Regions from separate parts of the Mus musculus genome. Here region 2 is linked to region 1. The links are chromatin contacts, called in public HiCAR-type maps. All regions are on one chromosome and are shown on one strand. The core of a region is the stretch at or near the end of the contact, and the rest is flanking DNA. Distances in the headings are between cores, read along the strand shown. Region 1 has its middle 170 kb from the start of Gm36873. Region 2 has its middle 94 kb from the start of Gm9946.

What was found. HiCAR-type assays count read pairs that join an accessible place to other places.
Region 2: a contact with region 1 is called in a HiCAR-type map of fibro-adipogenic progenitors, with 9 times the contacts expected there. The contact joins two enhancer-like sites. A contact is called at or near these places in 2 of 484 Hi-C or Micro-C datasets (nephron progenitors and palatal mesenchyme) and 1 of 115 datasets of contacts at active chromatin or transcription factors (fibro-adipogenic progenitors).

The regions. Positions count from the first base shown.
Region 1 is chr6:116,957,352-116,963,754 of GRCm38.p6, reverse strand. No RefSeq gene overlaps it. Among named protein-coding and RNA genes, the nearest start is that of Gm36873, 170 kb to the right of the region's middle. Within about 2 kb of position 3,819, at least 26 of the 459 cell types and tissues checked have an H3K27ac peak or open chromatin away from gene starts, as enhancers often do. A contact at or near this core is called in fibro-adipogenic progenitors, where this site is marked.
Region 2 is chr6:117,650,733-117,656,964 of GRCm38.p6, reverse strand. No RefSeq gene overlaps it. Among named protein-coding and RNA genes, the nearest start is that of Gm9946, 94 kb to the right of the region's middle. Within about 2 kb of position 3,849, at least 56 of the 459 cell types and tissues checked have an H3K27ac peak or open chromatin away from gene starts, as enhancers often do. A contact at or near this core is called in fibro-adipogenic progenitors, where this site is marked.

The DNA of each region.
Region 1 (6,403 bases), core at 2,570-5,069:
CCTTTGTTAGCTTTAGACCTGAAAAATGGCATTTTATGAAACTACAAACTTAACTATATAACACATTGAAATGAAGCGCCGCTCAGGAACTAATGAAATTCAATCTTAACGAACTGCAATAAAGTTCATTTGATCTTTCTTTTGTAACATGACACAAATACTTTCTATCTTAAAAAAAAATTTAAGAATTTAAATTTAAAAAATTTAAATTTAGCTCCACTATAAGATGATAATTTAGTATCTCAATATGAAATATATTTTATTTTTATTGGGAATGAAACTTGCATATTTAAAATATGTTAGTGTTTTAAATGTTTTTTTTTTTTTCTGGTGACATAAAAGTTTAGAAAGGCAAACACTGTAATAAAACAAAAAGCCACATTCCAGTTAGGAAGACCTGAGAGAGACAGTCTCCCTTTCTGTCAGAGCCGTTTCCCACCCACGTCAGATGTGTGAGTAGAGGTCCCTTTGATAAGGCAGGCAGTTGGCCTTCTCTCTTTCCTCAAGCGGCCCAGGAAAGGACCGCCAAGTCCAAACGTAACCGCAAATCAACGCTTCCCTGCACTTCAACCTCGAGAAACCACGACAGGGAAGGGAGCGAGGCAGGCAGATGCTCCTCTTAAAGGGATTGGACAGTGTGCCTTTGCTGTGCAGTAACGAACAAGAGAACATTTGTAACCACAAGGGCCACGGAATCTCACCCAAGCCATCTAGAAGCCATCAGTTGAGCCTAGTCGCTGTCACTGGCAGAGGTGGTAGATGCTTTTCTTTCCAACACTGCTGAGGAACGTATACTGTAGGGAGAGTTTGATGCTGTCCCATAAAATACCTGGTTCTCCATTTTCTTACCTTAGTTTTCGCTCCGATTTTACACAACATAAATGGCGATGAACCAATCATTGAATTCGTTTCAAATACCTTTAAAAAAATCTTTTAGTGATCTTTTTCAGCTTAACTGTTATGATTAACACCTGTTTCTCTTTCTGATTTCCTTACTTATAAAGATGCAGTAGCTGTGAGATTTCTGTCCTTACATTTTCCTTTACCTCTTTAAACATGATCTTGAATCCTCTAGCAGAAAACGAATTGAAGTCTTTATATGCTCAGAGAAGTGTGCTCGCAGTACTTATATTCCACTTCCGTTCACTGTTTTTATACATTTTTACAAACTTCTTGGCTCTTTTTATCTCCCTCTTCACATCTTATACTTATTTTGTTATTGGATATTGGAATGTTTAATGATATATCAAAAGAGCTATGAAGCTTTCTGCCTTGAGAGTTTCTGTAGTTGTTTATTAACCAGTCTGGAATTGTCTGCAGACAGGCTCCCTGACATTATATGGCCCCTGATGCCATATAATGGGGGGCTAGTCCACCCCCGCCCTTCCCCATCTGAATAGTAGGGAGGGTCTGTGCTCGGAAAAATGTTAAAGCGTGGGGGACTTCCAATCTCTGTGGATGGATGTACAGGAGGAGTTGCACCTTTGGGACTGGCCAGGTACCAGAAGGACCCTGGCCTGTATTTCTCCTGGGCTTTCTAGTGTCTTCTGTCTGCACATAGCATTTCCAGTTTTACATGAGAGTGTACTGAGCCTTTGAAAGTCTTCTATGGCTTTCTAATTGCCAAAATATCTCCCTGAAATTCCAGGCTGTTCTGCCAGGAATTGCTACCTGGACCAATAGTGCCAGGCTAACACTCTTCTGGGCCACTCCTTTCCTGTTTCGATCTTTATTTTGTTAAAAACACCATTGGCCATTCATTTTCACCCCCAAATCTAATTAAAGTCCCTAGCCCCTACAGCAGCAAATCTTCTGGTGTTCATGGCCAGCACTGCCCTGGTAAGTCCACACACTGAGCAGCCCTAGCAACTTCCAGCTGCAGGAGCCCCTGTTTGTGCTCAGGTTTCCAGTGGAACTTCATGCTGATTTGCTTTAAGTCTCTCTCCTCCTCCCCTCCTCTCCCTGCTCCTGCTCCCTTTCTCTCTCCCTCTTCCCCCACCCCCTCTCCCTGAGACAGGGTTTTGCTGTCCTGAACTCACAGAGATCTGTTTGCCCCTACTGGGACTGAAGGCATGTGCCAACACGGCCTGGCATCAGTCACTCTCCAGAGACTAAAATGCTCATTGTTGATAATTTTGTTTAATTTTAGACCTGTCTGTTTAAGGTATAACTATTGTTGTTTTTTGCTTGTTTTTGCTATCATTCTCTTGACCCTAGCCAGAAATGCAACCTGCTTTTAACTAAGGTACAGGTAAATTAATATATTTTCTTTTATATTCTTTTTAATGTTGCAGTTTTCTACAAAAATAAAAAAAAAAAAATAACCTTTTCTGGGCTGGAAAGAGAGCTTTCTAGTTTCCCAGAGGATCCGAGTTCAGATCCCAGCACCCACTAATGGCTAATATATGCTTGTAACTCCTGTTCCAGGGGATCCAATGCCATGTTCTGGATTCTGAACACGAACACACACACATGAGTACTGACACAGATACACATGCACACATACATACAAATACACACACGCATGTATGCATGAATGCAATGCATATAAATACACATACATACAAACAAAATTAAATATTATCTTAATTAAAAAATATTTTCCCTCCCTTTCTTAGCTCCAAATATTTTCTCTTAAATTTGCTTATTTAGCTTTTAATTCACTTGGAATTGAATATTTTGTACACCCTACTATAGGTTCTGTTTTTTTCTTTTTCCTTATGTAAAGATTACATACATTTCTAATCCAAATCAGAAGGACACTATTTTGAGATAACCACAATTTTTAATATGTTAAAAAGGGGATGTGATACAGACTAAATGAGAATTCATGTACTTTATGATGTGGGAAAAAGCTCTTGACAAGGCCCCTGGGCCACGAGGACAGGCAGTTTTGTGGCCCAGGTCAGTCATATACCTCGTAGTTAAAAATAGCTAGGGATGGGGATTCCCCAAGAGTCAGTGTTTTCTTTTCCTCCTTTGATTGCCCCAGTGACCCCCAACCAAGGGCTCTAACCCTAGAATGTTCGTCAGTCTTGATGAGGTAGATTATGGGTACCAAAGTCAGCTTAGTTTTATTTAAGCTAAACCCCAAATCCACAGTATGTGCTTGACAAACCCTTTCCTGGTTTTTTGGAAGTGCCTGACTTTAAGCACTTGCTATTCCCTTGCTTGCAGTTTCTATCTTGCTGCCTCTGTCTCACCCCATGTCAGTCCACCCGATTAAATCAGACAGAAGTTTTGAAGATTCCAGAGGCATTTAGAGCACACCATCTTCTATCTGTGTCTATTGTGTCACTAACATCTATACCCACTTCAGCTCAGGCCAGTGGCGCTCACGCTCACACCAGTCACTCAACATGACTTTGGACACTGTCAAAAGTGTAAAGTCAGAAATAAAAACAAAAAGCTAACACTCTACTGCTCTGTTAGATGTGACTGACATTATGAAATGTGCGTGTCTGTTTGTGTGCTTGTGGGTGCACACGTGCGTGCCTGGTTATGCATGTGCGTATGCAAGCACATGTGTGTTCATACAACTTCTGACAGCATCTAGACACCAGCTCAGTAAATAATGTTCACGTTCTTCTCCTTGTGTTACAGCGAAACCTTCTGGAAGAACCTATTCCAAGCATCCCACGGGTAGGCACAGGTTAGATGAGCTTCCTGAGTCCTATCTAACCCTTTTCTCTTTCCACCGGCCTCACTTTCATCCTGCTGGGAGCCTGTTAGTATGCAGAAGCATAAAGTCGTACCCTGTTTCCTGTTAGCCATCCTCTGTCTCACTCGCACTTGGAGGACTGAAACATAAAGTGAAAACAGGACCCTGGCTTTCCAGGACATAGCTACGCTTTTGGAGACAGCGTTTTGTTGGCCTTGCTTTGCCAGCACATCTGTTTGCCATTAGCCGCCATTCAAATGAACTCGTCATGTTTTGTTCCTAATGAACCGCTGTGGGTGGAATGGGGCTTATGGGCTTCATCGTTCTAACGGGCTTGTTCACCACAGAGGACATCTCCCAGCATGTGTCCATGTTCACAGTCCTGGGTTCACTTCGAATGACCCTCTGTAGCCTGGTAGGGGCACAGGGCCAGAGACGCAGCCCCAGGAATGGCTTCTTTGACTAAAGCACGCAGTGGCTACGCTCTGCAGATGCCCGATTGTAAACGTACAGCTGTTTTCTTCCCAACAAAAAAATGACAAAATTCCCCTTGCTCTCACCTCAGGTTACAGAAGAACCCTCTGTACTGCCATTAGTGAGTGTCTACTGTGTCCCCACTGTGTGAATCACTCACTGTTCACCATCTTCACAACAGACATAGGACTTCAGACTGGCATTATGGAAGCTCATGTGACAGTGGAGGGAACGGGAGCTCCACAAAATTGAAAACTTGGCCCAAATCAGAGCAAAGACTAGAGCTGCCAGCCCTCTGTGGTCCTGTCCCGAGCACTTTGAGTAAGTGATCATCATGTGCCTTCTTGTTGGCTAGAAACACATGGTGGACCCAACCTTAGAGATCAGGACTTGCTGGGACCCAAGCCCACAGGCTCACACTGAATGTTGAACACTAGTCCATAGGAAGAATGTGTTTTCTATGTTCCTTATGGAGGCTGAGTGAGGGAACTGAATTTGAGTCAAACCTCAGTTTTTACATGGTGTTTGATCGTGAAGTCATTCTGCCTACGTGTCACAGGTGTAAAGGAAGAATAACTATGAAGATTCTACAAATACACAGGATTGTTTTCAGAGTCTAATTCTGTATCTATTAGGTTTTCAGAGACTAATTCCGTCTCTGATTACAAAGTACACAGCTGTGTTTAAAGTAAGGATGCCTTGATGCAAAGAGAGGGTTGGCTTTCACCAGAGCTTATAACCTCATAATGAGACATGAGAAACACTGTGTATAATATTCGGTGTACAAATAAGTCCAGGAGACCCCTGCTCAGTTCTCCTTCCTTCCTTGGCACTGGGTGATTATGGGCCCACTGTCCATTCGTTCCCCTGCCTTGGAGATGCCCTGTGATGGGCTTTTCCAGGTGCATCTTCGTTGGGGTTTACCGATGACAGCAAGCTCAGCCACATTCCCCTTCACCAAACCCTCAAAGCCGTAGGACTCAACATGAACTTATCTAAGCTCTAAGCCTTGCTCTTTTGCACCCAGAGTTCCTCTGTTCTTCATCCTTTGCGATCCGACTCTCTCCCAGAGCTTGCCATGCGGCATTATAATGCAAAAGCTTTTAATTGCTGCCTTTCTAAGATCAAGCCATTCACATACATTCTTCCGGATAAGAACCACTAATTTAAATGTTCATATGACCCAAATGGAGTGCATGAGCTGGGAGATACAGAGTAGAAACCAAGAGGAACTCCCTGAGAAAGCAGTAGTCAACTTTCCTGTATCCTTTCTCTTCCCCTCCTTCCCCTGGTCTCTAGTAAACAACAGCATCCTCTCAGGCTCTGAGAACCACGCTTGTAAGTGCTTCATAGAAATGAGACCAGTGACATGTCACGATTCACTTGTCTTGGTTCCCTTAACATAATGGTGTCCACTTCATCTGTGGTTTTATAAATCCAGGGCTTCATTCGTCCCTATGGCTGAATAATATTTATGATGCACAGGTACCACCTTGTTTTCTAGTCATCTGTTGATAGACATGCAGGCTACTTCTTTTTTCTTAGCCTTTGTAAATGGATCCTCAATGAAAATGGGAGTGTAGATGTCTGTCTGTTATCTAATGTTCATTTTCTCTGAGCGCACGCGCGCGCGCACACACGCACACACACACACACACACACACACACACACACACACACACACACACACACGTAAAACACATACACACACAAATACACACATATAGACACCACCATCACACCACATTGAAGAGTTTCTAGATCACCCAATATTTGATTCTTGCTCCTGTAACTTCTGTACCAATTTATGTCCCTGCAATCTGTGTAAGAGTTCCTTTCACCCCACATCCTTACCAGGACTTGCTATCTTTTGTCTTTTTAAAAACCAACCATTCTTACTAGGGCTGGGTGGTTTCTCTTTATGGTTTTGACCAGCATTGTGCTGACAATTTCTGATGCTGAGTATTCTTCCTGTGTCTGCTGACCATTTTGAGCATATTCCTTTGAGAAATTTCTATTTAGGCCTTTATTTTTACTTTTAATCTTTTAGCTGCCTTGGTGGTCCAAATGAACAACTTGTGCAGAACAACTGATGTAACATCCAATATCACTCCCTGAGTCCAGCCTCAGCCTTTTGAAGATGAAAGCTTCCTCCATCTTTTAACATTTAGGTATGCAGGAAAGAGCACACTCTCTGGAGCCAAGGGAGTAGAGTAGAGTTTTATGTTGGTTTTAGCATTAACTAGTTGCATGATTTAGAGACCGCCT
Region 2 (6,232 bases), core at 2,600-5,099, 690 kb before region 1:
AGCCCAGACATGAGCTTTTCATACCTGTGTCCTGTCCCTTGTTTGCTGAGGGTGACAAGGGACGTTCGATCTATCCTCACAAGTGAAGACAGAGAAAGAGAAAATGTAGTGTTTATCCTGGAGAGAGTGCTTAGAGTTGAGTGGAAACTAGGAATTACCTTGATAATTAGATGAAGGCTTGTAGATTAGATTAGAAAAGAGATGAAAATTAGATTTAAAAAGCTAAAAATAAAATGGTACCTTCAGAAAAATACAAGCAAGCATGGATAAAACGAATTAAAAATAAATTCCGCAAGTGCTATGACATTTACATTGTAGTTTGGGAATTAGTTCAATAAAATTCTAATTTCTATTGAATTGATTTCTGATTAAAATTAGGAAAAATGCCTTTGAAGGAAATAGCTCTCCTTGCAGGCAAGTTACACTAAGAATGTAAATGCAGGAAAATCATATTTTCCCATGTGAGTGAACTGGAAATATCTCTCACACAGTCTGTGTTCACAGCCCCATAATGTGCTGAAGGCCAAGTCAATGGAGCCATCATGGGAAGCTTCAGAAAGGGAAGTGATCATCCAGACCTTCCTGGGGCCCCCCTTACTGCCCTCTTCTCTCAAGCAAGCTCCTCTCAGCCTCACCTCTGAGTGTCTTTCACCCCCTCTTCTAGCCTCCAGCTATCGGTCACCGTCTTCACCACCTCCCTCTTACTGCTCCAACACACACAAGGAGAATGCAGATTTTGGCTGCATTTGCTTTACTGTGGAATGCCAGAGGCTTCCTTTCTAGCCCTTTGGCATTGCTTCGCCTGGCTGGAAGATGCTTCCGGAACTGGTGTGAACTCTGGCCTTTGGAGAAAGTCTTTTATCCCAGTTGCCAGACAATAGAATCTGGAAAAAAATAAATAAAGAAAAAGCTATCAGAGGAACACACAGGGGCCACATCTTGGGGGACAGTGTGACTTATTTCACCTGCTCCTCTGGCAGGGAGGTGAGTAGGAGGTAGGCAAAGCTCCTTATACTTCAAGAAGAACCCCTTCTCCAAGGCCCACATTTCCTAACGGTTGGTGGTGCCAATGTGATTTCTGCTTTCTGTGGGTCTCCATGGTGTGCTCAGAGATAGGAGAGATGGGGAGGCACATAGCAGTGGCAGTGAGAGCTGCAGGGCCTTTCTATAGAGACCTGTATCAGCTGAGGCCATCTGCAGCTGGCCAGGGACAACACTGACTGGTTCTCTAACTTGACCTGGGAGCCGCCCATGCTTCAGCCTACAGCAGTCTTCAGGGCATCCTTACCCAGGGTGAAGGCTTGGACTCAGCAGACACAATAATCCTCACGTTCTTGAGATTCTGATGCCCATAGGCATAGAGCCAGGTTGTTTGCAATTTGCAGTCCCTAAAAGGGATCATTGCACTTTCTCCATGAGGCAGGTTCCAAAGGTTCCAAAGAAAGATGTCATAGCCATCCTTTACTGGAGGAACAGAGCTGGCAGAGGTTTTGTAAAGGAAATGGTAGAAGAGTTGAACTTTAATGGATGCACATGGCTTCATAATTAAAGATGGAGAGACAGAAAGAGACCAGGCTCAAACACAGGAGGACCCTGAGAATTCTCCATAGATACCTAGATAATCACATGGGAGGTGGTGGCACTGGAGCTGCATCAGGTTATACAGGGGCTTCCGTGCTGGCCTCTGAAGTCTGGGTGTCCTCCTGTGAGAGAGAAAGAGTAGAAACCAAGCTCTACCATGGGAAGGAGACCTGGGAGTCTTTGATGTGTTAATAACTGTGGGGTCCTGAGGTAAGGGCAGGAGAGGCTGGCTGCTGGAGCAGGCAGGGTAGGTGAAGAAGAGCTAAGGTGGTCAGCCAACTTGTGCTGTGTGAGACAGACATAGAAGATGTGGGTGTTCAGATGCAGCCCCCAGCTCAGCCCTTTACTTTCCAAAAGCAAACAGAATGCCTGAAACATCATCAAAATGGTGTGTGTGTGTGTGTGTGTGTGTGTGTGTGTGTGTGTGTGTGTGTGTGAGAGAGAGAGAGAGAGAGAGAGAGAGAGAGAGAGAGAGAGAGAGAGGGAGAGAGAGAGAGAGAGAGAGAGAGAGAGAGAGAGAGAGAGAGAGAGAGAGAGAGAGAATGGTGTATCTTGTGTACAGATGATAAAACATGACTCTATTAAGGGTTAAAGATTTGCTTAAGAATTAAATAACTCCTATGACTGGTAAAAATCCATCAGTTTGGACTAAAATCCCTGGTTTGAAGCTCCGAGTGCCTTAGAAATGCTGGAAGAGGTAGATTTTTGAATAGCAAAGAGAGAGCAGGTCTGGAGCCAGCCTGCTCATGTTCAAACTACTGCTTCACTTCTTAGCAGTGTGTGAGCCGGGCTGGTTACTCAACCTCTCTGTGCTTCAGCGCTCTCCTGCAGAGGAATGACTTACTGGTATTTATTTCCTAGTTGTTTCAATGATCCTAAGTGGGTCTAAAGACCATTGTATTCCTGTTAGCTTTTACTTTTTTTTGCTGTCAAATTTAAATGGTTCAGAGTTTGCTAAAAGCAAGATAACAAAGCTTAGAGGAGGTTGTAAAAAAAAGCAACTGAGTCATAAACATAGGCAAAAGCTTGCACATAAAGTTAAACGCGACATGCCAGGCTAGCAGAATGAGGAGAACTTCTGGCAGAAGTGTGACTTTCCATTGTAAAGACTGGGGTTATTAAGTCCGCGTGTGATTTTTGGCATCTTTTCACTCTTCTGGAGGATATTTTTAATAGCTTTGTTTCCTTCTGACTACCCTAATATGACTTCACAACGCTATTTGGGGAAATTAAGGGTCCTAAAGCGGGACACTGAACACACAGTCGCAGACTATTCTAACAGCGTCACCAGTGCGCATGCGAAGCTGTTCCTGGCGTGCCGTCGCCATACGTACGAGCTGTGGCATTTTCTGAGGGAGTGACAGGGGAAAGTCAGGCCCTGGATAATATTACATACCACATGACCCTGTGTATTTTCTTTCTGTAATTTTATTTGCTACCTGTCTTTCATTATAAAATGTTTTAGCAAAGATTGGAAAGAATTTAGGAGATTAGGAAGGCGTATCTGGTAAAGCCTTCAAGTAGGTCTGCTGCAGCACAGATTGTTGTTTTTGTGGTTTATTTAAAAGGTTGGGTGTAGCATTATGCTCTAAATATGGTTTTCTCAGACTGTGGAAGAATTAAGGTTAACATGGGGGATTGAAAATTCACTTCATTCAAAAAAAGTTGACTGTACTCACTTGCTTTCAATGAAAATGAAGTCAAATGAATCACACACACACACACACACACACACACACACACACACACACACAAATATTTCTAAATATCAAGGTAGTTGGTCTTTGGAATGCAAATGCGTACTTTTAGGATTGGATTGAATTGCCTTAGTCATGCTTAGAATAGAGTCAACATTCCCTTGTGGATCTAGAGACCCACAGGGAAGTAATTTTATATACTTTTTATTTATTTGTTCCTTCGTTAATTTTCTCACGTATTTATTGAGGTACTGGGACCCAGCATCTCTAGCACGCTAGGTGCACCCCACCACTTGGTCAGTATTGCTCAACTGCAAGTTGTGAAGGTTGAAGTTGCTTGTGTTCCTTTTTGAAAAAGACATTTTAATTTGCTTGGGTTTGTCACAGCTGGCTCGCCCCTTATCAAAAACAATCCCGTAGAACATTGTTCTGTGGCTGCTTTTCCTGCCCCCAAATGCCGACTTCAATTATTGGGCAACTCTATTCCATCCTGCCAAGTTAGGACAAGGCAGTGCCTGGGGAGAGCGAAAGCAGTGTCCTGGACTTCGCCTGGGACGGGATCCAGGAGGCTTATGGGAAGAAGTTTGTTTGGAAATGGACCTCATGGCCCACTGTGATTTCATAACTCCGAGGGCCAAGCCCCATGTGGTTCAAGCCCTGAGTGAGCTGCGGTCAAACGAACACAGTCAGCTACTAACAGTTATTTCAAACAGAAAGTGGAAACTGTCCTTTAATGTCCCTCTTTGTCCTTGACTGCTCTGAGGTTGGTTCTCTGTGTTGAACCCTTTTTAGCCCCGCTCTACTCTATTTCCCCAACCCAAAGGAGCCTCCTTCGGGTCCAGAGTCGTAGTGGTTTATCCCAGCTTCTAAACAGTGTTACGGGGCTGTGGAGATGGACCAGTGCTTAAGAGCGCACACTGCGTTTACTGAGGACCTCGGTTCAGTTCTCAGCAGGTCACAGCGTGACTCCAGCTCCAGGGATTGAACCCGCTTCTGGCCTATGTGCTTTTACACGTACATACACACACATACATCACACACAGACACACACACACACACACACAGACACACACACACAGACACACAGACACACACACACACACACAGAGAGAGAGAGAGAGAGAGAGAGAGAATCAAAAATAAAATAAATCTTAAAGAAAGAGAGAGAAATTCTTAGCTTGCAGGCCTATAATTCTAGCATTGGGGAGGGTAGGCTAGGCTACACAAAGCTCTGTTTCACTCCCTCCACCCGCCAAATGAACAGAACAAAATGAAACTCTAGGCTAGGGGGCTAAGCCTGCACTGGAGGAAGCAGAGCTGTTCCTGAACAGGTAGAAGGAAGGGCTGGGCTGGTGTTTAGCAGTCTTTCCCACATGCTGGTTTGGATGACTCTCAAGACCTCTCTATTTCCCCTTAGGTGGAGCTTGCTATAATCACAGAGAGCCCTTTCCAGCCTGCCCAGAGGAGGCTGGGCTCTCCCTTCCCAGAGGTTTCCTAATGGGAGCCAGCAAGCAGTGGTGTTTTTAAGAGTACTCACTCGCCACCTCCTGCCACTCCCGTGTTTCCTTTACCCATCAGATTCTTTTCAGTGCTATTTGCAGATGAAGGTTCTAGATAACGTAGAAGGAATTCCCCAGTTGCACTTGAATAGCTGTGGGCAGTGTGTAGTTGCTCAGGGAGCTCACTGACTTTGCAAGGAGGAAAGAAGACAAAGGCACAGCCAGTTTTCCTGTGGATAAATCAAAACAAGGACAGTTTGAGAGCCAAGGAGGGAGAAACATCATTTCAACCTCTGGCTCCTTTGTCCTCCTTGGCTCTCTGGCATTGGCTTCATAGTGCAGTTAGGGCTGAGACACAGGAGGTATGGAGACTCCTGTCATGTTGTTGTTCCCTTCAACCAGGGGAAAGGCTGGCTCCAGCCAGTGGAAGAACAGATGCACTCTGCTGAGAAATTCATACGTTTGTTTTAACCCTTCCGTTAAAGATGTGTGAGAGATGTTCACAGCTCATGGTGGGCAGCTCCAGCATGCTGCCTTCCCAAGTGGATCGGACGGGATTGGCATTTTGTACTGGACCCTTCCCCAGGGTTTATGTCACTTACTGTCACTTACTGCTGTCCTGCCAGGTGACTCATCCTACCACCCGTGCTTCTTGGATGAACAATCAGGTACAGAGTAAGATTTTGTCCAGAGTGACATGGTTGGGAGTCGGGACTCAAACCCAGGAGTCTAGACTTCCCGCCCTCAGCTCTATCACTGTATGACCAGGGTTGATCCCATACTGAGCTACATGAAGGTGCACTGGTCACTGACACCATTGTTAAGTGTATTTATGTCACCATGGCCTTGTAATTAAGAGACTGATTTGGTACCATCAAATGTGTCTCCTTGGTCCTCTTTGGCTTTGATGTGTTCATTGTAATTCCAATAAAAATCTGGTGGCTCTGGGGCCTCACCATGAGGCTTGAGGGTTTTAGGTTCTGTGTGTCTGTTTTACTGTTGTGAACAGTATGGGGGTACGGGGGAATAGGGGAGGTGGACCCAGGCCACAGATGAGCCTTTCTCTAAGGTGGTTGGGTGTGTTTTCTTGTAAACTACACCTGCAAAATAGTAAGATTGAATAATCTAAAAATTCACAATAATACAGCTTTACAATCTCACCAGTAATATTCTTGCCACAAGAGAATTATGTTGATTTGATAAAATGAGATAAATATGACCCATGCTTGGTCTTTTGTTTTCTTTTGTCCTTTTCTTTCTTTCTTTTTTTCTTTGTTTGCCTAAAGAAAAACCCCAAACAACAACAAAATCAACAAACAGCCAGAATCAGTACATCTGGCTCAGCATACATAGTTCAGAAGCTGATAGAGCGAGCGGATACTCAGTAAATGATAGCAGCTGTAAAGGAGAACTCACTCATCTGGCTCACCTCTCATCCCAGGCTAAGCCTGCTTG